2 separate regions of the Mus musculus genome follow, and region 2 is linked to region 1. Evidence: chromatin contacts called from public capture Hi-C data. All regions are on one chromosome and are shown on one strand. Each heading gives the region's core, a stretch centred on a gene start, on an enhancer-like site or on the middle of the called end of the contact. The rest is flanking DNA. Distances are from core to core; before and after follow the strand shown. Region 1 holds the start of Ttc4 (tetratricopeptide repeat domain 4). Region 2 holds the start of Dmrtb1 (DMRT-like family B with proline-rich C-terminal, 1).

Evidence for each region. Capture Hi-C pulls out chosen DNA fragments and counts their contacts.
Region 2: a contact with region 1 is called in a capture Hi-C map of embryonic stem cells, with 4 times the contacts expected there. The contact joins the promoter of Dmrtb1 here to the promoter of Ttc4 in region 1. A contact is called at or near these places in 2 of 39 promoter capture datasets (hippocampal neurons and liver), 1 of 115 datasets of contacts at active chromatin or transcription factors (bone marrow-derived macrophages) and 2 of 9 other capture datasets (embryonic stem cells and pancreatic islet).

The regions. Positions count from the first base shown.
Region 1 is chr4:106,677,049-106,681,320 of GRCm38.p6, forward strand. It overlaps Ttc4 (tetratricopeptide repeat domain 4), which reads right to left and starts at 1,896. Exons shown (of 10, transcript NM_028209.2): 1 at 1,705-1,896; 2 at 1,137-1,254. The coding sequence starts at 1,815. Mroh7 (maestro heat-like repeat family member 7) reads right to left here. Exons shown (of 24, transcript NM_001126487.1): 24 at 3,369-3,834. The coding sequence ends at 3,590.
Region 2 is chr4:107,682,152-107,686,423 of GRCm38.p6, forward strand. It overlaps Dmrtb1 (DMRT-like family B with proline-rich C-terminal, 1), which reads right to left and starts at 2,079. Exons shown (of 4, transcript NM_019872.2): 1 at 1,429-2,079. The coding sequence starts at 2,011.

The sequences.
Region 1 (4,272 bases), core at 646-3,145:
ACAGTCTCTGTCACAGCTCCTGCCTCTCAGTTCCCGCTTGAGTTCACATCCTTCAGTGAGGGACGGGCTAGAACCTAAATAAACCCTCTCTTCCCCACATTCATTTTGGTCAGTCTTCTAGCACAGCAAAACAAAGACTAACACATACACAATAAAGCAAAGAGATGGAACTGACAGAGGAAGAAAAATCCAAATTAATGGTATGATAAAATTGGCATCAATATAGAACACAAGGCCATGCAAACTTAATGCCATAACCACTTCCAAAAAATTATGAGGTAATGTTACTAAGTGCTTTTTAATTTCTGGTTTGGTTTGGTTTTTGGTTGGTGTTTATATGTTTGTTTGTTTGTTTGTTTGTTTTTGAGACAGGGTTTCTCTGTAGCCCTGGCTGTCTTGGAAATCGCTCTGTATACCAGGCTGGCCTTGCACTCAGAGATCTGCCTGCCTGCTTGCCTGCTTGCCTGCCTGCCTGCCTGCCTGCCTGCCTGCCTGGGGTCAAAGGCATGCATGGCCACCATCCAGCTATAAGTGCTGTTTTAAAAAGGGGAATTAAAGATGGTCTAGAGAAATGGCTAAACAGGTAAAGGCACTGGCCCCTAAGCTTGACAACCTGAGCTTGACCTGAGGAACATGTGAAATGGTAAGAAAGAATCCACCTCACAAGGCTAGCCACTGATCTCTGTAAGTATGTACACACGTATACACACACACAAACAGTTTTACGAAGGGGGGATATAGCTCACTTACCCAGCATATGTGAGATTCTGGGTTCAATTTCCAGATACACATACACACACACACATTTATCTCAGTTTTTGAAGGACTTTAATTTCTATTGAGAAAATTACACTGCTCCTTTTCTTACATTGTGTCATTCACTGAAAAGCAATCCCCCTCCTCTCTCTGGTACTACAGTAGTGGTGGACCTCGTGGCACTCATCACACACCCTTCCTGATTTGTTAGGGCAATCAGGCTTTTCATCCAAGTCAGGCCTCTGGGGCTTGGAACTGTACACATTTACTTAGAAGGCATCCAAAGGAGAATGTGTGGAGTCAACACTGACATGTTAGCCATAATACTTTCGCTCAACTCAACAAGGACACAAAAGAAGTGCTGGGTGACAGTAAGATACCTTCTGGATATCGATCATCATCAAAAATCATCGACTGGAGGCAGGCCAAGTCAGGAAACTCCTCGGGGTCAATTTCTGATGGCGCTTTTTTCATAAATAGGGGAATCTTGTCAAATTCCTAGAATTTAAAAGAACAATTAGCGTTGTCTACTGATTAGATCCAATCCCAGGACACGACATCATAAAGTTTTTTCCTCGCTGAGCATGATATGCAAATCCTAAGGATTGGCTGGAGCTAGACATCCAGTTTCTCAGGTGTTAAATGTGGGATCCTGATTTCCAACGCTCTCCATGGGTGGTAGCAATCACCTTCAACTAGGCGCTGTCGCGTTCCTGACCACCTTCACCATCTCCTTTCAAGTTTACCCTAACCTGGGTGCTGCAGTAAAACAACTAAGGGACCCCTGGTAGTAGAGCCTGGTGGTGGTGTGTGACAGGACTGCCTGCAAAACCCCCGTGGTCTTAAACGCAGTCAACTTATACGCAAAACCTCGAGGCGGACGGTTTCTACCAGTGACCAAGCCTCGAGGACCAAGCTCCTACCCCAGAAGCCCCCGGCGCCGCCCACCTCCTCCCACTGATCCTCGCGGAAGCCGCCGCGGTAAGGCTGGCTCTGAAACTTTTCCAGGAACGCGTCCATGGAAGCGTCCTCTGTAGGCTCAGGCTCAGAACTCTCCATGGCAGCTCGCAACTTCGGCGCTTCAGTCCCGGGACCAAGAAACGCGCCGCTCCTTCCGGCGGCAGGGATGCCCTTCCTTTTGCAGTCCGGGCTGCGCGAGGCTATGCCTCTCGGGTTCCGCCGGCCTGGGGGCGTGGCCTGCCTGGAGGTGTGGCCTGACTCCGCGCTTTCCCTCTCGCCCAGCCCCACCCATCCATTGCAGAGTTTGCCTGGCCTCTAGTCTCCTCGCTTTGGGGCGTGGTTAGGTTAACTCCCTTTTGTATCTAAACTCTTCATCTCCACTCTCCAACCCTGATGCTTTTATGTCTTTTCTATAAATGTTCTCAAAAGATGACTTCGTAGCCAGGCCACATGATATTTGTCTGTAATCCTAGCACTTAGGTTTAATAGGAGAACCATAAGTTCAAGACCAGTCTAGACTATATAGCAAGACCCTATTTCAAACAAAACAAAACTTTTGAGCATACAAATACTTTTTTTTTCTTCACGCAGCACAAGGTTTGAGGTCCCCATACACCCCTACAACCTATAACTACATGTGAAACTCCATGTGGCTTACCCTACAAGGATGGGTGCCCAGCCTGCCTGCTCACCTCATGGATACTACAACAACAGAGGTCTTCACAGATACCCCCATAGGCCCATGGGAAAATTACCCCGAGATGTATGCCCACAGGTAGAATCCTTGGGCTGTGATTATTGACACATTCACCACTACTGACTAGTAACAGGTTCTTGTTCAGTACAGCTGCATTGATCTTTCGCCCCACCAGCCTTGCCCCGGGGTCCCTACATCCCACGAAGAGTTTTCTGAAGTTGACATCTGCTCATATATCTCTCTTCTCAGCACCCCCACCATGCCTCCCCACTGCCCCTACCTCCTCAGCAGTCTCCATGGCCTTAGGACCTGGCCCTTGCATCTCTCCTCTTTTTCCAGGTTCCCTCTCACTGGGACTTTGAAGAGGGTCCCATGTACCTGAGGGTACCTTTGCACCCACAGATGACCAGATGTGGTCATCTTTCCAAACCTCCTTGAGAAGTCTCTTGTCTGGCAAGTCATTCCAGCGGACACACACAACCTCTGGATACCACAGTCCCCATGCTTCCCGCTGAGCTCATCTCTGAAAAATTTCAACCCGGGAACCATTTGGATGTGGGGGCTGTCCTGCCTGTAATGTCCTGTAAGGCATTTAACAGTGTGCCTGACACCCGCTCTTTACCCAACAGCTGTTAGTAACATTGACACTGTCAGGTGGCAACACCAAATATGTCTCTGGATATTTTTGCATTAGTGTTAGGCAAACCGGATGACGAGTCAAGGGTGAGACTCGGCGACCAGGGTTCCCGAATATGCATGACGTCATAGGTGGGAAGTCGCCTCACTCCCTTTCCCCAAGAGCCACCCAAATCATCACCCTTCTGCTCTTATCACCAGGGAAGGGAAAACTGAGATGTCCAGGTGACCCCCTGAGTGGCTTTGGTCAACGCACTTAACTACTCTGAGCCTCAGTCTCCCGTTATATAAAGTGAACAAAACAGACCGCACGCATCTGTAAATGTGAAGTGAATCAGCACAAGGGGGCCATGCTCTTTTCTCAGACTTGTCAGAGTGAGGGCTCCGCAGGGGCTCTACGGGGGCTCCACGGGGGTTCCACGGGGGCTCCAGGGGGGCTCCACGGGGGCTCCACAGGGACTGGGGGAACTCTCGTGAGGAAGCCATCTGGATGGAAAGGTTGACCACATAGCGTTTACAGGGACCTGGCTGGGGCTTATGTCACTGCTTCAGAGACATCTTCCAGGAGGCCAATGCCTGCATGATCCAGGAGCGCCGTTGGTGGGAGGTGGGCAGGTTCTCACAGCTGGGGCTCCAGCGGTGCATACTGGATGGGTCACACACCCATGAATCCCCATACAGCAGTGGCCAAGAGTTCCGCCAGCAAGTGGCCATAATTTGATCCTGGGCCTGGGCAGCGCAGATACACACGGAGGCTTCTGGGTCGTGTCTCAAGATCTCCAGAGCTGGGTTGGAGGAAGAGGAAGCGATTGTTTAGACAGAACTCATCCTTTCTTCCCACCTCCTAGCCTTAGCTTAGACACCCTTCTGCAGCATCTTCCCAAACCTTCAGATTGTCACATCTTTCAAAGCCTGTATGAAAATTCCACCTCGTATAGGAAGCCTTCCTAGATTTCCCCAGCCTACCTCCCATCAGCTGTCTCGGTTGCAAAGTGAAAGTGTGCTCTCTTAAGCATTTAAACCACACACCCTGCACTAAGTGGTTTTGGCCCTTGATTTTGAGCCTCATTTGCTTAATGAAGCTACAAGCTCCCCAGGGTGCTGTGCATTTTGCCTCTGGGTGACATCACCCCCATAGTAGTTAACATTACACTCACTGTAGATAAGCCTTAGCACAGCAGATGTGAGCTGAAGACCCTTGCCCTGACACACAGCAATTCTTT
Region 2 (4,272 bases), core at 829-3,328, 1.0 Mb after region 1:
AAGTCTGCCTTCCTCATCAGACAGATAGTTCCTTGGGGAGAAAGATTTCTTACAAAATCTCAGAAACATTAAGAATGATTAGCATTGGAGCGGAGTGTGGTGGCGCATGCCTTTAATCCCAGCACTTGGGAGGCAGAGGCAGGTGGATTTCTGAGTTCGAGGTCAGCCTGGTCTACAAAGTGAGTTCCAGGACAGCCAGGGCTATACAGAGACCTGTCCAAAAAAAAAAAAAAAAAAAGAAAGAAAGAAAGAAAGAAAAAGAAAAAGAAAAAGAAAAAGAAAAGAAAGAAAAAAAAGAGAAAAGAATGGTTAGCATTAATTTCTGAAAGTCTGCTCTTCAAGGAAGGAACTTGTCCAAGGCTACACATGGGCATCCCCTCGACTCAGACTCTTTCTACATAGCCCTAAGGAAAGTAACCCCCTCTACCCCCCCCAAAAACCCAAGTCTTCATCCCAAAGAGCCGCATTCCAAGAGCCTCAAATTTTACATTACTTGAAAACATACTTCAGGGGCTAGAGAGGTGGCTCAGCGGTTAAGAGGTTAAGAGCACCGGCTGCTCTTCCAGAGGTCCCAGGCTCAATTCCTAGCACCCATGTGGCAGCTCACACCTGCCTGTAATTCTAGTTCCAGAGGATAAGACACCCTCACACAGACATGCATGCCGGCAAAACACCAATGCATTATAATAAATAAATTATAAGATATAAATATAATTTTAAAAAAACTCAAGAAATCTACTTCAACCAGGAAAGCAACCTACAGCATAAAGAAACAATGTAATTAATGCACAAAGCGAGGGGGAAAAAAAATCTTAGTGAACCAGCCCATCCCCCTGGCCAACTAGCAGAAAGTTTTATTCCCCACCACATCAGGTGAAATGGAACAAGTGAGTGTGAGTACAGGTGCGTTAGGCTAGACACTGCAGTTAGGATAAATTAGCCTCGGCTCAGTGAAAGGAGGGTGCGCAGGCGCAGTTTAAGGTGAACAGCCACTCAGAAAAAGACTCTCCAGCAGGAGAAAAATGGCAGGCGGGGAGGGGGAGGGGTTGCCACGCAGGCACAAGAGATCTAGACCTGGGAGGGGGGAAGGGATGCCGTGCAAACGCGCTAGAGGGGCCACGGAAAGGCGCCACTGCCAAAGCTGCCCAGCTGCCATCTTTTTTTTCCTCTTGCAAAAGTACAGAGGCAGAAAACTGCATCTCAACAAAGCCCCCCTGCACTGCACATTCTTCCCTACCAGCTTTTTCCCATTGCTATCATCAGAAGCCACCCACCCAAATCCTTGTCTGGGAACAGGTTCTCAAGCGGGGTTACCTGGGGAAGGCGCCTTTCCCACCCCGGCACCAGTCTGGGACTCCAGCTTAGAGCCGGAGGCTGCTGGCCTGGTACAGGCCGGAGGAACCGTCGGCTGCACGAGGCTGGGCTTACCGTAGTCGGCGAACGGCAGTCGGGGCACGGGCCGCACTGGCCCTGGCACTGGCACGGGCCGCACTGGCAGGTGCTGATCCGGGTAGCAAAGCTCCGGCCTGGGCGCCTGTGGCATGAGCTGGGGCAGCCACGCGGAGGAACGGTCGCGCAGTCCCCCGGGGGCCCCTGGTCCAGGCTGGAAGGTGCTGGGGCCCGGGCGGCCACTTGGGCCCAGCTGGAAGGTGCTCGGGCCTGGGCTCGGGGCCTGCGGGGGCCTCTCGAGGAAGCAAGTGGCCGTGGGGCCTGGCCCAACGCCTCCCGGAACCGCCCTAGGCAGTGGGCAAATGCTGGAGCTCAAGGCGGTGGCCGCCGCTGCTGGAGCCCTAGGAGGCAGCTGGGGACCCTGCGTGCCCACGGTCGCCACCTGCTCCTCGGCAGCTTGGGTTCTGAGAACCTTCTGGGCAGCCATGATCTTCTGGCGCTCGGTGATCAGGTAGCACTTGTCACAGATGCACTGCTTCCAGCGGCATTTGCCCGTATGGCCCTTGACTGGTACCAGATAGCCATGGTTCCGGCACCTAGAGCACTTGGGGGCGCGAAGCATCTTGTCGTCTAGCTGGGCAAGCTCTGCTTCCAAACGCAGCCACCACTTCCCGAAGCTGCAGAGCAAGTGAAGCAGGAATGAGCGGTGCCCCCATAAGTCCCTGGTGCTGGGGACATTGGATACACTTGTAACAAAACAGCTCGCTGAATGTCCGGAGAACTGCAATAGGACTCTTGCATTTTTTCCACTTTCTGTGTGTGTGTGTGTGCTAAATTTACCGTGTTTCTGTGTGTTGGGCAATGGTGTACGGTGTAAATTAAAAATGAAATACTTATTACATGTATGTCATACGAGTTATTTGAAGTTTTCGGCACTTGAATTTTCAAACTTCCTGTTCCCGCCAAATTGTAACTGGAAAATAGATTTTTTTTTTTTTTTTTTTTTTTGAAAAAAGGCGGACTTCTACTCAACGGTCGAGGGTTTTAAAACTCCCAATGAACAGAGCTGTTAGTAAACCCGTACTATTGGAAAGTTCCAGAGAACACTGTGTTTTTCCTCCCCGAAGCAGCTGCTTCTGCTTCATCTCGCTCCTCTGTAGAGAAAAAGAGCAGTTCTGCTTCCAGAATATTCTTCAGCGCTTAGTGCAGTGTTGGTTACTTACAGGCATTGCAGAAACCATGAGTTTTTGAGTCCTGTTTGTGTAAGCACTAGGGTCTGAAAAATGCATGCTTAATAATGTTCTAAAGTGCCGGGCGTTGGTGGCGCATGCCTTTAATCCCAGCACTTGGGAGGCAGTGGCAGGCGGATTTCTGAGTTCGAGGCCAGCCTGGTCTACAGAGTGAGTTCCAGGACAGCCAGGGCTACACAGAGAAACCCTGTCTCGAAAAACAAAAAACAAAAAGCAAAAACAAAAATAATGTTCTAAAGCAAAACATGATAGTTCGGAACTAATTTGAATTACTGGCTTTTGGGTTTGTTTGTGTGTGTGTGTGTTTGTGTGTGTGTGTGTGTTTCTTGTTTCATATGGTCTTTTAATTGTCTTTATGAAGCCAAACACAACTACTTAAAAAAAAATTCCCTAGCCACTGGAAATACATTGATGAAGCATGCATACTTCTCTCAGGAGAGGGGCCATATAAGTAAACATTTGCAAGAGCCTTCCTCAGACATCTGCTCACCCAGTATAGGGCACACAGCACGGTGTGTTCAGACCTAACTTAGGGGGGCTTGCCCCTCCAGGATGGCCTTTATTCCCAGAATCTACCAATATCACAAGGAGCCACAATTTGCTTGTTTTGTGACAAAGCATGTGTTCCAGTCGGTTCACTCTGAGAGAAGGGGAGCTCCCAGCTTTGGAGAGTAATTCCACCCAAAAGAAAAAAAAATCACATACATGCACACACACACACACACACAAGCAAGCACAATCTCCATGAAAAAAAATCTAATAGCCTACATACAACCTGTCATTTAAATATATATACATATATGTGTGTATACACACACATACACACGCGCGCGCGCACACACACACACACACACACACACACACACGCTATCTGCCTCCTGAGTGCTGGGTTAAGGGCATGCACCACTACGCCAGGCTGTGGTTCTTTTTTTTTCCTTTTCAAAAGAAATATCTATGGTGTCTTTCAAAAGGTTTTCAAAAGGTAAAGACAGGCAGTGCTTTAAATAGTAAGCAGGCCATCTCAGAGGGTCAGAAGCAGCGCGACTATGTTCAGCGCGACTATGACTAAGATCAGAACTAAAAGACTACAAAAGTGGAACTATATCCCTACACCGTGCAGATTCCCTGGAGCTCCCTAAAGCCAGAAAGAAGTCTTACCCCACTGCATTAACTGTAGGATCTGTCCCAGCTGAGTCCCCGCGGTGGCCATCCTGACTCGGGCTGCTGTAGTTTTGAACCTCAGCAGAAATCGCTGTGGGACTCGGACACCATCTGCCCACTTCCCTCTGGAGAATGCACTGCAGTGACTCTATGGGGGGGGGGGGGGGGTAAAGCCCGGGTTTCCAGCAGACCGCCTTCGGCCCTGGGGTCAGACAACTTGGCTGGCGCTGGCTGGCAACTTCGACTGCCGGTCTGTACACTTCCAGTTCCCGCCATTACGGCGCCCTTGGCATCACCCATTTTCTGGAAGGTACAAAGCCCGCAGCGGCAAGATCACGGTCTTTTACGACCACCACTTCAAAGATTGGTCCGTACTTTGAGAAGAGCTAGCCTAGAGACTCACTGGTCTTAGTGGCTCACTGGTGTAGAAACTCGGCGAGCCTCAGAAAAGAGTGATTCTAGCTCACGTGGA